Regions from separate parts of the Rattus norvegicus genome. Here region 1 is linked to region 2. Evidence: chromatin contacts called from public Hi-C data. All regions are on one chromosome and are shown on one strand. Each heading gives the region's core, a stretch centred on a gene start, on an enhancer-like site or on the middle of the called end of the contact. The rest is flanking DNA. Distances are from core to core; before and after follow the strand shown. Region 1 overlaps Nfix (nuclear factor I X). Region 2 holds the start of Nfix (nuclear factor I X).

Evidence for each region. A called contact is a pair of places that touch in the nucleus more often than the background predicts.
Region 1: a contact with region 2 is called in a Hi-C map of psoas muscle, with 4 times the contacts expected there. The contact joins the enhancer-like site here to the promoter of Nfix in region 2. A contact is called at or near these places in 3 of 12 Hi-C or Micro-C datasets (the A7r5 cell line, Schwann cells and psoas muscle).

What each region holds. Positions count from the first base shown.
Region 1 is chr19:40,322,043-40,326,707 of GRCr8, reverse strand. All of the region lies in intron 2 of Nfix (nuclear factor I X), which reads right to left. LOC102546551 (a long non-coding RNA gene) reads left to right here. Exons shown (of 3, transcript XR_005496695.2): 2 at 370-545; 3 at 2,086-2,580. Among named protein-coding and RNA genes, the nearest start is that of Lyl1, 35 kb to the left of the region's middle. Within about 2 kb of position 3,012, at least 28 of the 93 cell types and tissues checked have an H3K27ac peak or open chromatin away from gene starts, as enhancers often do. A contact at or near this core is called in Schwann cells, where this site is marked.
Region 2 is chr19:40,257,945-40,262,732 of GRCr8, reverse strand. Nfix (nuclear factor I X) reads right to left here and starts at 2,394. Exons shown (of 10, transcript NM_030866.1): 1 at 2,329-2,394. The coding sequence starts at 2,355.

The DNA.
Region 1 (4,665 bases), core at 1,763-4,262, 63 kb before region 2:
AACTAGGCTGCTGGAGAACTATGTGGGTCCTATACCAACCGGGAGACCCTGACTTTATCCTAGCACAGAGGAGAGACAAAGGGAGACATCTAGGCAAAGGGAGACAGAAGAAGGCAGGCAAGCGATGGCACATTCAACTCAAGTAAGCTCCATGTTCCAGAGCTTCCCGGTCCAGTGGCCTTGGCTGCTCGGCTGCAGGTAACGGTTAGCACCTGCCTGCTGGGTCTCTGGATAAAGAGCATGGACCACAGCTCCTGGCCCAAAGCCTGGCTCTGAGCAGCAGTTCCCTAGACTCTGCTGGTTCTTATATGCAATCGCCATTTCTCATCTCCACTTGATGAAATGCTACCATCTCCCCACCCCCGTCAGGCTCTGCTCAGATGCCACCTCAGCTCACCGGTGACATACATCTGAGACTGCAGTTTTTTTGGACCCAGAGGCCCCCCGTAGTGAGTGATGGGGCCTGGATCACTACCTTCTGTGAAGAGCAGCAGAGGGGGTTTCTCAGCCACTAAAGGGCAAACACAGACGCACCCATGATATAGGTATGTCCTCCCCACAGCAGTCCTTAGTAAATGGTCTGAGGCTGCTCACCACATGGGGAGGGATGGGGAAAGACCCCAGGAGATGGGCAAGGCCAAGAGAGAAGTGGGGAGCACAGGGCTTGCCCTTGGATTCTGAGGTTCCAACAACCTGCTCTGCCCTCCCCTGCCCTGCCCTGCCCCGCTCTGCCCTGCTCAATCCTGGAGTGGAGAGAGCTGAAGAAACCAAAAGCACAGACCCTGGCCTAGGATGGCAGGCACCACCTCCTGCTGCCCGCAGCCCTGCCTTCTTTATAGACAAACCCACTCCTGGCAAGGTTGGCTGGTGCCATAGTTTGCCGGCAGCCGTGTCTAGCATTTCTGAGGGCTTGGATCCAGGGATCACATGACAATGGGGTCCAGACATGTAGCCCCTAGCCTAAGAACTGCCCCTCCTCAAGGTGCTGGGTAGAAACCGACAGTGGGGAATGCTTTCAGTACACCACAAGCCAGAGAAAAGCAGTGTTGGGGATGGGGAACGTGTGCCCACCCCACCCCCCGCCCCAGTTTGGGACCCGTGAAGCTGAGCCCCGCCCCCACTCCCTCTATTTCAAGCATTGCCCTTTCTGGACCTTTGAGTTGCCCAGGCCAGCCTGGGCCAGGCCAGGCCAGGCTGGGCTAGCCAGATACCCACCCCCATCCCCAGCTGCTCCTGAAGCTATTAATAGTGTTTCCCCTTCCCAGGGCTGGGTAGCACCCCCCACACCCCAGCCAAACACATTTGCCCTTGGTCCGATTACTCAGGAAGGGAAGTAGTCAGTCCCTAATGCCAGCCCTAGGATGAGAGGGGCGACGGAGGCTCTGAAGGTCACATAGGTCGCTGCCTGGGACCAGCAGGAGCTCCAAGGAAGAGGCAAACCCTAGCCCAGGAGCATAATATAGAAGGGAAGACCTAGGGAAGGAATTAGGGCCAGGCCAAGCAGCATTGTGGGGGGTTGTGGGGAGGCCCATGCCAAAAGCCAGAGGAAGCCAGAGGAGGCAAAGGAGGCAGCCGGGGAGAAGCTGAGTGAACTGCTTCTTGCTGCTAGTCTATGTGAGGAAGAGCATTCGGCAGGGGCTGAGCTGGGACTGGGAGCCTCCATGCCCACCCACAAGATTTCAATGGAGCAAGAGGAGGAGGTAGAAGAGGAGGGGGGAGGAAGAGGAAGAAAATGTGAGAAGAGAGTCCTCTCAGCTTAGTATAGAGAAAGCCCCCAAGCTGCAGCCTTTTTACCATAGGACATGGAGCCCAAGGGACAGAGATGGAGGGACAGGACATGAGCCTCTGCACCTCTGCTACCCTGGGCTTCTCTAGTCCTCCTGCGGCCCACTCCTGTCCATGAATGCTGGGGACTTAGTGGAAAGAATATAGGAGAGCCCACCTGCCTTGACTCACCATAAAGGGCAGGCTGCATTGAAATCCCCACCCCTGGCCACCTCCCCTCTGGCTGTGGGCAGAAAGAGGGGCAAACACAGACACATCCCATAACCAGATATTTCAGCAGGACTCAATTCCCACCTACAGGCCTAGCAGTCCTGTCTTCAAACCTTACCCGCTGGGTACCCTCCGGCTGGGCCAGCACTGGCAGACAGGCCTGAACCATCAGCCCCATGAGGCTAAGGCCTCGTGACTGTGCTCACTGCTTCGTCTTTACCACCTCTCAAAGACTCAGAGCCCTTTCTAGATCCTTCTTGCAACCGTGGCTTCTACCCTGATGCACCCCTTAGGGGACAGAGCACCGCTAGCTGGCACCTTCCTCCCCTGCTGAAGATAGGCTGTATTCCTGTCTCCACCTTTAACCCTGTAAACCTGAGCCGAGCCTCCCATCAAAGGATTCGATGGACAGGAGGAGCCCAGGTTAGGCAAGACAAGAGAGTACTCTGCCCATGGCCTACTCCTCTGCCACTTTAGAGACCCAAAGGCTGCAAGAGCCATTTAGACAAGACATGAAGGACCTGGGATCTTGACTCTAAGTGTTTGTGTTGTTGGTTTTTTAAAATAAAAGCTTCTCTGCTGCTATTTTATTATTATTAATTATTATTATTGGGTTTTTTCAGACACTGTGGCTCTGGCTGTTGTGGAACTGATTCTGTAGACCAGGCTAGCCCTGAACACAGAGATCTGCCTGCTTCTGCCTCCAGATTGTTGGGATCAAAGGGGTGCACTAACCATGCCTGGCTAACTCTGAATCTCTGGCCTAATGCAATACAGCTTGGACCCACGCAGATGAGATGTCAAGTGGGGACTTGACTTTCACTAAGGATGATTTCATAGAAAGTACTACGTACGTATACATTGAACTCGGAATACAATGACTAATCCACCTATCCAGCGGGCTAGCAGGTGCCAAAGGTCCTTAAGGATCCCGCGGGGGCTCAAGGAGCTTCACGTTGCACTCCCCAACAAGGTAGCTAGGTGGCGCAGCGAGTTAACACTAGCTGCCCTCTACCGGTCACAGTAGGGCGAGCTCATGGGGTGCTGGCCCAGAAGTTCCGTAGACGGTTCCCTCTGAACAGGCGCTGGGCCCAGCAGGAAGGGCAAGAACCCAGCATGACCACCAGACCTCACGTCTGTATCTGGACGGACGGAGCTGCCTGAGACAGCGGCTCCCATGACTGCACAAGCACATCCCGGGATGTGATCAGGGCTGCGATCGCCACGCACCTTGAATAGGATCAGCTTGCAGTGGGGAACCGGATGGAAGGAGGCCTCCAAGAGGGAGGTGGGTGAGGAGAAGCAGAAGGTGAGGCTGCCAGGTGTTTGGACCACAGGGGTGTGATCCTTGGGCCCATCCGGGCCCCAGTAAGCTGCTTCCCACTTGAGAGTTGTCTGTTGTTGACCCTAAGAGTGCTCCCAAGGTACTCTGAATGCCCTCACCTCTTGGTGCTAACTTGTCTTTACACTTGGAAAGGAAAAACCCTACCACCCACACTGCAGGAGTGAAAAGATGGAGACTGAAAGCCAGATTAGGAAAATGGAGACGTCAAGGAGAGAAAAAAACAAACAAAAACAAAAACAAAAGCACAGCAACACTTGGGCTCTTGAGGAAAGCAGAAACAGGCAGGCACACCCTCCCGGCTGCAAGCAGAGAAAGGCCCCTTTGTTCCGCCTAGAGGTTAGTTGAGGTGAGGCCAGCCCTGCAGCCCCCCTGACCCTGGGTAGTACAGATTACTTCGAAGGGTCTGGCTAAGCCTGGCTGCTTCCGCATCCACTGGCCAGTCCTTGACCTCAGCACAGAGTGGAGGGAAGCAGCCCCTACCCACTGGGCTTCGGAAGGGCCCATCCCTGCGGTGGTTCCCTGGATGTCTTCACTGCTTTCTGTTAAGAGGGAAGAGGGGCTTAAGCTTAAGCTTAAGCTTGGGGCTTCCTCTGAGCTGTGGACTTGGGGCAGAGCAGTGGCAGGACCCAGCAGTGCTGTGCTGGGAAATGGCTCTAGGGAGGCTGGCCTAATGGTCTTCTAGTCCTCACTCCTGATGAGCCTTTTCCAGTGACCAAAATTAGACTGATAAGGACTTCTCAGAGCAAGCCTTGACAATGCCCGAGACCCTGGCAAAGCAGAGACTGAAATGGGAATGCATGCCAGAGGAGACAATACTCTAAGGGACAGTAGTCAGTTTGCTGCACCCTACCCCACCTAGTTACCGTGAGGAAGGGCTTCCGTTCCCAGCACCCTGAGCCTCCACAGGGCTACTGGCCTCAGTATCAAAAGCAAGCCATTCCTATCTCTCAGTTAGCAGCCAGTGGTTTAAATTTAGCAAAGACTGAAAGACTGCTTCACACCCCCTACCCCCCAAAACAGGGTTTCTCTGTGTAGCCCTGGCTGTCCTGGAACTCACAGAGGTCTGTCTACCTCTGCCTCCTGAGTGCTGCGATTAAAGGCCTGTGCCACTTCCTAATCTGCAGTACCTTGCAGTTACCGTGCAAATAGAGGATGAGAACCTGGAGGAGAGACTGGCCTGTTATCCCTGACAGTGCCCCAACCTCAGTCTGGAAGCACCTTCTCAGGAGGCCCCGGCTGGCTCTCAACTCTTACCAGCTGAGCATTGGGGTAACATGGGGAGAAAGCAAGCGAATGGGAGGGATGTCTCTGTGCATGATCTTTGG
Region 2 (4,788 bases), core at 1,145-3,644:
TCCAAGCTTGCTTCTGTTCAATCATTTATTGACTTTAAAATTGAAGCCAATTCTGGTTTGAAAAAAAAGAAAGAAAAGAGAGAGGGGGTAAGGGGGTATAGAGAGAGTCCAAGAGTGAAAGGGGGGAGGCCAGAGCCAACCAGAGACAGGGACAGCTAGAAATACAGAAGGACAGAGATGACAAGGAACAGACAAAGAGCGGAGATAGAGGAAAAGAAAGAAAGAAAGAAAGAAAGAAAGAAAGAAAGAAAGAAAGAAAGAAAGAAAAAAGGCCAGCCAGCGAAAGAGGTTGTTGGAAAAGCAAAGATGGGAGGCAAACTATGGCAGTAGAAAGGTTTGCGAAAAAGAGACATGGCGGAGAGGCAGGGACAGCCAGACCCTGATGACCGAAGGCTGCCAAGGACCCTAAGCAAAGGGGTTTCCCTGCCCACCATGCAGGGCTGGCAGACTGGTGAGATTGTGCCCACTCCCCTCCCAGGCAGCCTGGCATGTGCAAGATGTAACACGCACAGATTGGAGCCCGTATTCCCTTCTGGAGTGCCACAGAGCCAAGCCGAGGCCATCACCCCAAATCTGGGGGCCATCCCAGTCCCTCCGTAGCCTTGGCACCAGTGTATCAGCTGGTATTTTCTCTCCAACGGTGGGTGCTTCACCTGACCCATGGGTGAGGAGGGGGCAAGCCCAGATGTCTGGCGACGTTGGAGTGGAGGTAGGCTAGCAGCTTGGTAGATGAGGTAGCTGCTGGAACATGGGGTCTTTGTCCCACTACACAGCCATAGAGATGAGCAGATCACCAATCACCCTGAAGGTAGCCACAGCTCAGACCTAGATAGCTGACCAGGTCCTCCTGCGGGGAACCCAACATAGGGTAGCTGACAACTTGAAGGAACAGACCCATACTGCTATGGTGGTCAGATTGGCAGGGCAGGCGAGCATGGGCTCCTCCAGTGACACACACTTGCGTGTGATTTATACTGGAAGACACATCATCTCGCCCGGTCATCTGTGTTTGTGCCACGAAGTCTGGCCACTGCCAGCCTACAGGAGTCACATACAGATTCTAGACACACAGACACACAGACAACTAGTACCTGGGACTACAAGAGCGCTGAGTCGTTGGAACTGCAATCCACCTGCATATACCTTCTTGCCCTTCAAAACATCCTGGCATGCTCCTCGTATACTTGGTCATTTATATACACCATGGGTGTGTGTTCCCACTCTAAGGTGGTGGCACTTTCAGCACTCGTCTGAAAGGGCCCTGGCTTTAGCAAAGGGGGCCATTAGGGACTCAGGGTTGGCCTAGAGAGTTCCCACAGACAGGCCTGGCCAGCATGCAAGACTTAGACAACCTCTACAAATCCCCTCTGCCTGCTGAAATCTGTCACCTGCCCTGGTCTGGTTCTGCAGATAGAGCTGTGAGGGCCCCTCTAGATCTGGGCTGGTCTGGCTGGTGCCCTCTCAGAGCCTGGAGTCGCAGCTAGAAAGAGAGGGGTGGCAAATCAGGCATGCTCCAGGCCTCAGCCTCCGCTATACACTGCGCAGGGAACTTCGCTGGAGGCGGGACGCGTTCTCGCGCTCGCGCTCCCGAAGCACGCCAAGGTCGGCGCTGCTGTGCCCGAGGCTGACCCGACGGCTGATCCCAACAGGTTCGACCTGCGGTGGCCACCGCTGCTCCCCCCTTCCCGCCTGCGGGTGGCGGACCGGGATTCCTCCGGACACTTCCAGGTCCACGCCGCGGCGGTCCTGGTCTTTGAGACCGGAAAGTTTGCACGGATGAAAGTTTGGGGCCGGGGAGCCGCGTCTGCAAACGTCCAGGATCCGCAGAGAGGCGCGGCCCGGGCTGGCAGCACGCCCGTCCCTCCCTCCCCTCCCCTGCCCCTCCGAAATTTGGGAGCCCCGCCATTTTCTCAGCCCCGCTCCCATGCGAGGCCTGAACAAAGACTTTGGGGAGACGCCCGGGCCGCCCGGGGCACCCCAGCCGCACGCAGAGCAGCTGCCCACACGCCCGCCACTGCCACCCCGGGGCGGCAGCGCCGCGCCGCGCGCAGGGAACGCCGCCCGCCCGTGCTCCCCGGCGCCCCGGGGCCACTCTGCCTCCTGCCGCCGTGTCACCCTGCCCGCCCGCGCTTGCCACCACGCCGCGTCGCCGCGCAGCAGCAGGGGTCCGCTGTCCGCCGCGCCCCGCCGCGCGCGCTCGCCCCTCGCCCCCTCTCCACGCACTCCCGCCGCGCGCCCCGGGGCAGCGCCCCCGCGCCCCGCCCGCTGCCCGCGCGCCTGCGGGACCCCAGCCCGGCCCTCCCGGGGCGCGGGGGCGGCGGCCGGTACCTGGGTGAGGCAGTACGGGGAGTACATCGCTGGGCGCCCGGGCGCGAGCGCAGAGGCCGGCCGCGGCGAGGGCAGGCCCGGCAGGCGGCGTCGCGCTGGCTGGCACTCGGGCTCCGGCTCCGCTGCTCCGGCCTCCGCCGCGCGGCGCCCGCCCGGCCCGCGGCCCCGCTCGGCCCGCCGCCGCTCCGCGCTCACAGGCTCGGCCCCGCGGGCTCCGGGCCGCCGCCGCGCTCGCCGCTGCCTCTCGCGTCCGCCGCCGCCGCCGCCGCCGCCGCCGCGCGTCTACTCCATGCCGCCGCCGCTCGGCCGCTCGCCCTCGCCCGCCACCGCCGCCGCCGCCGCCGCCGCCGCGCTGTGAAAGTGAAAGTTTAGACAAAGTTTGGAAGCGGCGCACTCCGGGGAGAGGGAGCGGGCGGGCGGCGCGGGCGGGAGGAGGGGCGCGGGGAGGGGCGGGCGGGGCGGGTGAGCGCGGCCGGCGCGCACACACATGCACACACGCACACACGCACACACACATACACGCGGGGACGCACACCGACGCGGCCGCCCCGACACGTGCTGGCCGGCGTTCGGGCGCCGACACACGCTGACACGCAGCAGGGCTTGGACGGGCACAAATGTCACGAAGGAACGCAGGGACTAGTCCTCATGAAGTCACAGCAGACGGCGGTGCACACCGGGCACAGACACGAGCAAGAGCCACACACCACCTACTGTCACATGTCCCAATGCAGACCGACGCTGAGAGCCGCACTAACATACATGCGCGTGCCACACACGTCCCTGCAGAATACTGACACACACAGGATCACATAGCCATACCTTGTCACCCCGGACACACAAGGACACACCAACACACAGCCAAGCCAAAATATCTTGGAAGACAGCTGTGGCAACCCAGACACAGGGTGACACTGACACATGGGAGCCCCCATACAAAGGACACAAAGTATCACTGTACAGGGGCACACACTGCACGTATCACACATTGTGTTGCACAAATATACCCCAGGCCTAGGGTACGCTGATCTACAATCCTGATAGCAAAACAGTTGGCAGGTTCTGTGTAGACTCTCCCAAGTCAGTCAGTCTGTCTGTCTGTCTGTCTGTCTGTCTGTCTCTCTCTCTCTCTCTCTCTCTCACACACACACACACACACACACACACACACACACACACACACCACCCTTAGCCTTCATATGTCTCTCGTACCTTTGCACATATCCTGGGACTTAGGAACATTATCTGTATTGTGGTGAAGCTCCAGCCTCTGTTGCAGGCCCAGGACCCCCCACTTCCACTGGAGCTGGGAATAAGGTGGGGTGGGGCGGGGTGGTTTGGCAAATGTCTGCAATCCCTCCACTCAGAAGCTCCAAGAGGAAGGTTAAGACTGAGCTGTAAACCAGCCTGAGCTACAGAGTTTGAGGCTGGCTTGGCCTGTATACTGAAACCCTGTTTCAAAAAAAACAAGCAAGGAACAGAGGGAGAAAGGGAAAGCCTTCACAGAGAGGGAGGGAGGGAAGGAAGAAGTGGGGAAGACGGTGCTGGGCACTCTGAAGGAGGGCACAGAGAACTCTTGGGTGACCCTAGGTTGGGTGGGAAGGCTGTGCCTCAGTTCCCAGGCAGCTCCTAGCAAGGCACAGCTCCTTCCCATTGCCAGGTGCAGCCAGCACCTTGTCAGCCTCCTGAGCCAAGGAGCTGTGGCAATTCTCAGTAATGCATTGTCTAATGGGGGGTGGTATAGGTGCCCAGGTGTGCGTGGGTGAGTGTGTAGGGGCTGACAAGGCACAAGGATGTGCGTGCATAAATGTCCCTGAATGCTATGCCCCTTGTCCTAAAACCTCTGAGATAGGGCGGCAGGCGATGTGCCTGGGGTGTCTGGTGTGGGTCTGAGCAGGGCCAATTTTTTTTTTATACTCAGTATATTCTGAGTAGTGGCGTGGGTGTGGCTGTACCCATGGATGTGTCTGTGAGTCAGCAAAGGTGTCTTCCACCTCTCTAGGCGAAACACAGGGGACGTGGTGGGACAGGGAACACTGATCATTGATGGAGATATGAGTGTGACTGACAGGAGGTGAGGCCACAGGACACCGGGGTGTGTCCGCACTGACCCAACATATCAGTGCAGCCACACTGGAGATCTGTAGCATGTTTTCCGTGTGTGTGTGTGTGTGTGTGTGTGTGTGTGGTGTGTGTGTCCCAGCAGGTAAGTGTCCAGAGGTCACAGAAGGACTGCCTGTGAGAAGGCTTCACATGCATTTGTTTTCCTGTGGGACCCATCCAATAGAGAAGATCTGTGTGTACCAGAGCAGGCCAAGGATGGATGTCTGTGTCCAGGATATGGGTCTCTGTGTGTCAGCCCATGCCAGTAAGTGTACATAAGAGCATCTCAGTGGGGGATTGGGGATTTAGCTCAGTGGTAGAGCACTTGCCTAGCAAGCGCAAGGCCCTGGGTTCAGT